2 separate regions of the Sus scrofa genome follow, and region 2 is linked to region 1. A link is a contact called in public HiChIP or PLAC-seq data. All regions are on one chromosome and are shown on one strand. Each heading gives the region's core, a stretch centred on a gene start, on an enhancer-like site or on the middle of the called end of the contact. The rest is flanking DNA. Distances are from core to core; before and after follow the strand shown.

Region 1 (4,013 bases), core at 1,278-3,777:
CCACACGTACATCAGCTTCCCCCGTGGTCCACACAGCCAGGAGCCTGGCTCTCTGGGACCAGCCCCATGCAGTCCTGGGGAAGGAAGGGCTGCGGGGGTGGGGGACAGCCTTCCAAGGTCCTCTGGCCCCTCCAGGCCCCTGCTCTCACTCCAACTGCCCCAACTCGGGAGTCCAGGCAAAATGTGGGGGCCTGTTCTCGAGGCCCAGACCAGAAACGAGGGGAACTGGGGACAGAAGTGTCCCTCCCCGTCCCCAGCACCGTGCTGATGGGTTGACCTTCCAGAAAGCCACTTGGTGGCCACTACTGTCCTGGCCGCTCTGCCTGGCCCCAAGGCAGTGCCGACAAGTGTGAAGATGCCATGTCCCCGACTCTTCTCCACCTGGCTCTCTCTGATGTCCGGCGGCCCTTGGCGTCCAGCAAGTGCAGGCAAGGCCTGGGCTGACCAAGGTAATGGCCAGCAAGAGCCCAGCCAACCCCGGGAGGAAGGCTCACCTACGTCCGACCTGCACCCTCGTGCGCCGAGGGAGAGGAAGCCCCCAGGGAGAGAAGCCCACGTCCAACCATCCCTCGCCTGCCCATCACAGCGCCTGGCTCCGCACAATCGGGCAGATGGAGGAACCACTCCAAGCTCCAGAGAGAGATGGAGAGCCTGGGGCGAGCCTGCAGATGCTCTGCACAAGGACAGCAGGCTCTGGGGCCCGCGGGGACCGGCTCCAGGGCCAGGGAGCAAACCCCGCAGGCAGGGGCCACGGCCCAGGGTCTCCCCCTCTTCCTCTGCCACCCAGGAGACCACAAACAGGGAGGGCTTACTTCAGCCCCTTCCCAACCAAGAAGGCACCCCGACCCCAGCCCCGCCCGGCGGCCAGAGCATCTCCTGCAGGTTCTCCCAACTGCTGGTCCTCCCAGCTGGTCTAGGGAGACAGAATAGAGGAGGGAGATGAGACAGACAGGCTGGGCTGGGCTGGGGAGGGCTGGGCTGGGTGGGCTGTGTGGGCTGGGCTGGGCTGGGCTGAGCTGGGCTGGGCTGGGCTGTGTGGGCTGGGCTGGGCTGGGCTGGGCTGGGTGGGCTGTGTGGGCTGGGCTGGGCTGGGCTGGGCTGGGGGGGCTGGGCTGGGTGGGCTGTGTGGGCTGGGCTGGGCTGGGCTGAGCTGGGCTGGGCTGGGCTGGTGGCAGCTGTGATGGGGAAGAAACAGGACTTCCAATCTGTTCCCACTCATCCCAGACCAGCACCATCTTGTTCCAAACACCAGGGCAGCTGAGCGGCTGGGAGAAGAGGAGAAACACCGGGCCGCTCCTTCCCAACTGGACCTTTCTTCCGTCTCATCTTTCCACGGCACCTTGGGCTCCCCCCCATTCCAGCCTAAGCTCCGGGGCAGGGATGCAGCCCAGGCCCCGGGCCCCAGCCCTGGGCACAGTGCAGGCGAGCGCCACACACACAGTTCACATACAAACTGCCACCAACTGTGGGGCCTCAGGCAACTGACGGGAGCTCCCAGTGCCTCGACGTCCTCACCTGGAAAATGGGATGAGTGTCCAGAAGCTAGCCTGACCCTGGTGGGCTCGTTATCATCAAGTACTCAGCCTGAGACAAGGATTTCCCCAGGTGCCCCCACAGGGATCTGGACTGGAGACTCCCCCAGTGCCGAGTCCCCTCCGGAAGGGAAGATGCCCGCAGCGTCTGGTCAGCCCAGGGGCGAGGGAGGGGCACCAAGAGAGGAGTCTGGACAGGCAGGAGGAAGGAAGGGCCAGCAAGAGGGCCCACCCAAGGCCCCACGGGCCACGCCACGGGAAGGGGCCTCAGCCCCACCAAGCCTCATCTGGGTGGCTGCACATCTCAACGTTCTCGGACCTTCTGGGTCCAAACAGTATCACCCGCCCCAGAGCCTGAGGTCTGGCCGGGCTCGAAGGCTCAGGTGGAGCGTCCGTTCAACATGGGGGCCAGGGGCCCAGGCACTAAGACCACGGGCCAGGGGACCCTGCCACCTGCAGAGAGCAGAGCACAACCACCTGCCCGGAACAAGCACAGGTAAGGTGCGAGGACTTGGGCGGAGGCAAACTTGCTGCTAAATTAAATATCAAGGAAATCCGCGGTTTCCAACTCGCTGACCCAGGCCCTCTCTCCTGAACAGAAAGCCTGCTTGCTGAGCCGCTAAATAAACCACCCCCTCCCCGCAGAGCTGGGACAGGGATTTGTGGTCCCGTCCCTGCACCAGCTCATCCCCGCGGCCGTCCTGCAGCCACCCTCCCGAAAGAGAAAGAGGCGGGAGTGGCCAGCCACCACCCCCACGGCCACCACAGGAAGAAGTGGGGCTGTCCCTCCCCCGCCAGCCTAGCTCCTCCTCCCCCCATCGCAGCCTCCCCAGCCACGCCCCACTCCGGAAAACCACGGCGCCCAGGTCCTGGGGCACCCAGCCCTAACTCACCTCGCAGGGACTTGGGGCGGTGGTGCCTGAAATCCAAGCAGATGGTGGAGGCGGCGGCTGCAGGGCCCTGTTTCAGGAGGTGTCTCAAGCCTCTGTAACCTGAGCCCTGGGTCCTCACCGAGCCTGCTCTTCCTATCAGGCACCAGCTGGGCATTAGTCAGCAGGTGAGCTGGCAGGGAGCCCCGGGCCTCAGGAAGGCCTGCCCGTTAGACCGGAACTAAGGAGGAGGGGCCATCCTGGGGGTGAAAATAGAGTCCCCTCCTGGGCTGGGCTGCTGGACTGTGTAGGGCAGAAGTCACAGGGGTCGCATCAGGAATCAGGCATGCCCTGGGGTCACCAGTGACATCAGCGACTACAGGTGTTACCTCCCCCACTAACTAGGCCACTGGGGGGCTCAGAGGCAGGGAGGGGCTGGCCACCCCCTAGCTCCCTCGGAGGTGACAGCCAGCCTTCCCCATGACCCCGCCGTGGTCTCCTTGGTCAACTTTCTGCTTCTAACCCCCCAGCCACAAGGGCCTCGTCTCAGTCCACATGCCCCACGCGGCCTGTCCCACAGCACAGTCCAGAAGGCAGGACCATGGATCTCAAATGATGGCCAGGGCCCAGCTGAGCTGAGGCCACCCAGAACCGAACCTGCAGTCTGCCAGCTCAGGGAGCCCCGAGAAGGAGAGAGCTTTGGGCAGGGCATCTGGAGACCTCAGTGGGGCAGAGTGGGCAGTGCCGGAGGCCAGCTGGTCAGCAGGCCCAAGCGGGCAGGGCCGCCCCCCACCCCCCGCCGTCAGCAGGGCAGGGCCAGCCCAGGCCCCAGCCCTGGACCCATGAGAGGCTGCCCTGCAGCGGGACTCTCAGTGGAGCCCGGCTGCTCCATCACCACCTATGTCCACTCCTGGGCAAGCCCACCCACTCCCACGTGCCCTGGGGACAGCCCGACCCGCGAGCCAGGGGCTCCAACGCGTGCGATCGTGGATGCCACCTCTTCCAGCAGGGGACCGGGCGTGAGGAGCAAACAGCAGCCCGGCCTGCCGCGTGCCAGGGGTGGGAGGTCACCTGAAATGTGTTCCTGGGGACCCGTGCCCCCGAGCGCCCACCCGCACTGGCCCTCTACTCACACAGGACAGAGCCATCTGGCTACACCGCAGCGGGCAGACCCACCGCACCCCCTGCTCCAGGCTTCACGGCCCGCACCTGACCCAGCGCAGGGGGCTCTCACTCTCACGGGGCCACCCCGACCCTCAGGATAAGAGGATTCGGGACCAGGAACTCTCAGATATTTGCGGGTGGGGAATAAAGCCTGGGGCACAGCGAAGAAAGGCCCCAGATGGACATGTGTGTTCATGTCTGTGTGTATTTTATTTTTAAGATAATAAACATTTGTGGACTCAACAAATGGCGTCGGTATACTTTTCCACTGACCACACCCGCCCCCCATCTGGTCGAAGGTCATCAGGAGCTCCCTGCCAGCTTCCAAGAGAAACATCCACCGTTTGCTGGCTCTGGAAAACTCTCTGCCCGCTGGAGGTAGACTAAGATCCCGTATCTTGCTCCACACCGAGGGTCAAGGCCTTTCTGATTTCATGACGTGGAGTTG
Region 2 (3,973 bases), core at 860-3,359, 180 kb after region 1:
GTAAGACGGCGAGGAAAGCCCGAGTGGAGAGAGGGGACCAGCGCTGGTCTGAGGGCTGGAGGACTCTGCCCCCTTATCTGCCTCCAGCCTCCCCAGGGTTAAATGATCAGAGTCCTTTCCAGCAGTGAAATGGCATGATTCGCTTTTTCTGATAACCTATACAAGGAGTTCTTGAGTCATTTTCTCTTCAACAGCTTCCTCCAGAAACCAAATAAAAATGGTGGCACCTCAAGATGGTAAACCCAGGATGCACAAAAATAAAAGTGGAAAAAAATACACTACTGGGTCTCAAATGACTGTTTTCCTCAAAAGCTATTTTCAAAGGAGACTTGTCACTGCCCATTATTCCAACTGCGCAGACTACCACGTCAGGGCCCTATCTTCAAATGGCAGAGACCTGGAGCCCTCTGGCTTAGGGGCTCGGCTGAAATCTCCAGCCTCAGGTATTTGTAATGTTAGTGAGCAAGCAGCTAACTTCACACGTCAGGAATCCTCCTGCCAGCTACACGCTCACACACTGGTCCCAGCCTACACACTTTTATCCAGAGTCCTCTACCCGACTTTACTTCCCTATTTAAAAGGGAGGAATAAAAATAAACCCAAAAGGCCCACCTGTCCTGCCGAGAATAATCATTACGAATGTTATTTTATGCTGAATATGGTGAGAGGATATTCAAAAGTACAATATGGAATATCCTCGAGGAGCCCAAAGTCTAGCTGTAAAAAAAAGAAAAAATTACGAAGATGTATTTGATTTCACAAGATTCCTACCTGTATCACTACTTCTAAACAGGTTTGGAACGTTCTCCGGTATGTCTGCCATACGGCTCAGAACCGGACAGGTTCTGGAGGAAAAGCGCTATTTTCTGGCAGCCTGAAAACGGCCGCCTAACTCTGCGTGACCTCAAGCCAGCCACTTGACTTCCCCTGGACCCAGAGCCACCTCTGTAAAGTGAGGTTTGGGGTGAGATAGTGTTGAAAGACTTCCAGCTCTAAAATTGTGAGACTCAGAGCCAAATTCTGAATCCACCACAATCAACTGGAATGCCGTCATTAATCTTGATTCGGCGACTGCCAGGTCCCGGTGCGCCGGGACCTCGTTCTATTTAGTTTTGCCAACCTGATAATGCTGGGGCGCAGCAGGGATTCAATAACCTTTTAAAATTTTAATTAGGAAAATTAATTTTAGGGTATCTTCCACAGAAGGAGAGGGGAACTACCGGAGGAGAATGGAAAAAGAGAGGAATGCTCGCGTAAGACTCGGTAACTCCCATTCGGATTCCACCGCCGGCCAGAACCCAAGAGACACTACGCCGAAGAACCTGCTAATTCACGAGCTTCTGAACTCCTGCCAGTTGCCAGCTTCGGATGCTCTGGTCCAAACGTCCTACGTGGGACTCTGGAGTTACAACGGCAAAGTGGCATCGTGGACCAGGGCAGCCTCTATTGCATGACAATCGTGCTTAAAAATGAGCCAATGGCCAGACCCAGAGAGTCCACCCCGAGCAGGCTCGAGGGACGGCCGGGCCCTCCGCTCGATCAGGGAGTCCCGCGCGGCGGCTCCGCGGGCCCCCAGCCCCGGCCGATCCGGGGAGGTGCGCCAGGCACCGGCTGGGACCCCAAACTCCGCTTCCCGCGGGAAGGGTCCCGGGTGGGAAGATCGGCGGGTGGGGGCGGGGAGGGGTCGACCCGTACGGTAGGAGTGGCGCCGGGGGCGGCGGGCCGGAAGGGGTGGGGGGGAGAAGGGTCGGCTCCGGGCCCGGGGATCCGGGGTGAGCCGGGGAGATCCGGGGGGCTGGGGAAGGGCGGGCCCGGCGGGGAGACGGCCGCGAGAGCCCCGCGCCGCCGGGGGCGGGGGGGGAGGGCCGGGCCGGGGGCGCGCTCGAAGCCCGCCGCGGAGACGCGCGCCTACCTCTTGTCAGAAAGACCGAGCCGGGGACGCGGGGCGGCGGATGGCGCTCATGCCGGCGGCTCCGCGGTTCCGTCGCCGCTCCACTGCCGGCGGCCGCAGCTCTGCCGCCGGTTCCGGGGAGTGGGCCGGGGGGGGGCGGGAGCGGGAGGGGCCCAGGGAGGCTCGAGTGGTTGTTACGGGTGACGGGGAGGGCGGGGCCCGGAGGCCGGAAGGGGTGCGCGTGCGCGGAAGCGGCCGAGAGACGGAGGCGGGCGCGAAGCCGGTTGCTAGGGAGGGGGAGGGGCGGCAACCGGGGCCGAGCCGAGCTGCGCAGGCGCCAACTCCAGGCGGGCGGGCGTGGGGGGAGCTCGGAGCCGGCAAAGGCGCCTGGCCCCGCCCAGTTTTGCATCATGGGGCGGGGCGGGGGCGGGGCTCGCGGGAAAAGCGGCGGAGGCGGCGGAGGCGCCAGAGGAGCTGCGAGTGGGACCCGCGAGAGCTGCGCAGACCTGGAACAGGGAAGTTGGCGAAGAATCAAAATAGCAGGGGCTTCCGGCTTTGCTGAGGCCCAGGGCTCAGGCTCCCGCGCTTCCTCAATTTTCGCCGACTTCGGCAGTACCCTGACCACATTCTCACAGAGTAACGCAGAGGAGGCAAATGCCAGGACTAGGGAGGGGCTGGGTGGAACCCATCGGCATCGTGTCTACGCGTCCAGGCTGTGCGGGGGCGCGAAGCCAAGTGGGTCTGGCGTTTCAGCAAAACTCCCAACTTTGAAGCACAAGTGTGATACACACTGAGACGTTCAGGGGTTCTCAAGAGGAGCCAATCGCTGGAGAGGGCCAGCAGCACGTCCACCCACACAGCGAGGCTGGTTTTATAGCCAACAGACAGTTTCTCCATCAATGTCACTGTTGTTCCGTTCGAATTCGTCACCCTGGGTGGCTGTGCGTTTGACGCTGCCGCCGCACAGCACAGTTGTGGAACTGTTTTGGAATTTCCTTCAGGGCCAGTTCACCAGTCACACAAGAAGATCGTTCTTTACTTGGTCACACCTTGTTTTTCAACTCACACCATCATTTTCCAGCTTGATTACTCACTCTGCTTATAGACTCAGCTAGCGCTGGCTTTTGCCTGTTTGTAAAAATCACATCCACCTTCGAAAATGCTTCCGGAAAGTGACAACCCAGGGAACAACAGCACCTATGAAATGGCCTTGCCAATAATTGACCTAATCTGATAAGCATCCACCAATTTATACGAAACGGAAAACAGAGGAACATGTTAAATGATTCCAGGAGAAAATAATCAGCCAGCTATAGACCATGGGAAAAACCGCCTGACAAACACATTCTTTTTTTTTTTTTTTTTTGTCTTTTTTGCTATTTCTTGGGCCGCTCCCGTGGCATATGGAGGTTCCCAGGCTAGGGGTCTAATCGGAGCTGTAGCCACCGGCCTACGCCAGAGCCACAGCAACGCAGGATCCGAGCCGCCTCTGCAACCTACACCACAGCTCACGGCAACGCCGGATCGTTAACCCACTGAGCAAGGGCAGGGACCGAACCTGCAACCTCATGGTTCCTAGTCAGATTCGTTAACCACTGCGCCACGACGGGAACTCCACAAACACATTCTTTATCAAAGTACAAAGATACTGGGAAACTCAAATCCATACACTTATGATGTGTTTGCTTTTTTCTGTATGTTTATTTCAATTTAAAATTTGTTTCACACTTAAAAGTGCACTGTTGAGAAATCCTAATTGTAAAATTCATACCCACCGTCACTACATCAGCATAAAAAAAACCAAAACAAAAATTTGACATTCAGCACTGAAAATGAAAAAGAGGGCATGATTTAGAAATACATAAACATCCACACATATTTTTAAGACGCTGATCTAGACAAGATTTTTTTTTTTTTTTTAGGACTGCGCCTGTGGTGTATGGAAGTTCCCAAGGCCAGGGGTTGAATCCGAGCTGCAGTTGCCGGCCTACACCACAGCCACAGCAACTCGGGATCCAAGCTGTCTCTACAACCTACACCACAGCTCACCGCAACACCAGATCCGTAACCCGCTGAGCGAGG

The links. HiChIP or PLAC-seq counts read pairs in DNA pulled down with a chosen protein or histone mark.
Region 2: a contact with region 1 is called in an H3K27ac HiChIP or PLAC-seq map of alveolar macrophages. The contact joins the promoter of SEC14L1 here to the promoter of LOC106504796 in region 1. A contact is called at or near these places in 1 of 47 Hi-C or Micro-C datasets (liver) and 1 of 2 datasets of contacts at active chromatin or transcription factors (alveolar macrophages).

Annotation. Positions count from the first base shown.
Region 1 is chr12:4,309,419-4,313,431 of Sscrofa11.1, forward strand. It overlaps LOC106504796 (basic proline-rich protein-like), which reads right to left and starts at 2,528. Exons shown (of 2, transcript XR_002336965.1): 1 at 2,426-2,528. All of the region lies in intron 3 of SEPT9 (septin-9), which reads right to left.
Region 2 is chr12:4,486,969-4,490,941 of Sscrofa11.1, forward strand. It overlaps SEC14L1 (SEC14-like protein 1), which reads right to left and starts at 2,110. Exons shown (of 20, transcript XM_005653864.3): 1 at 1,913-2,110.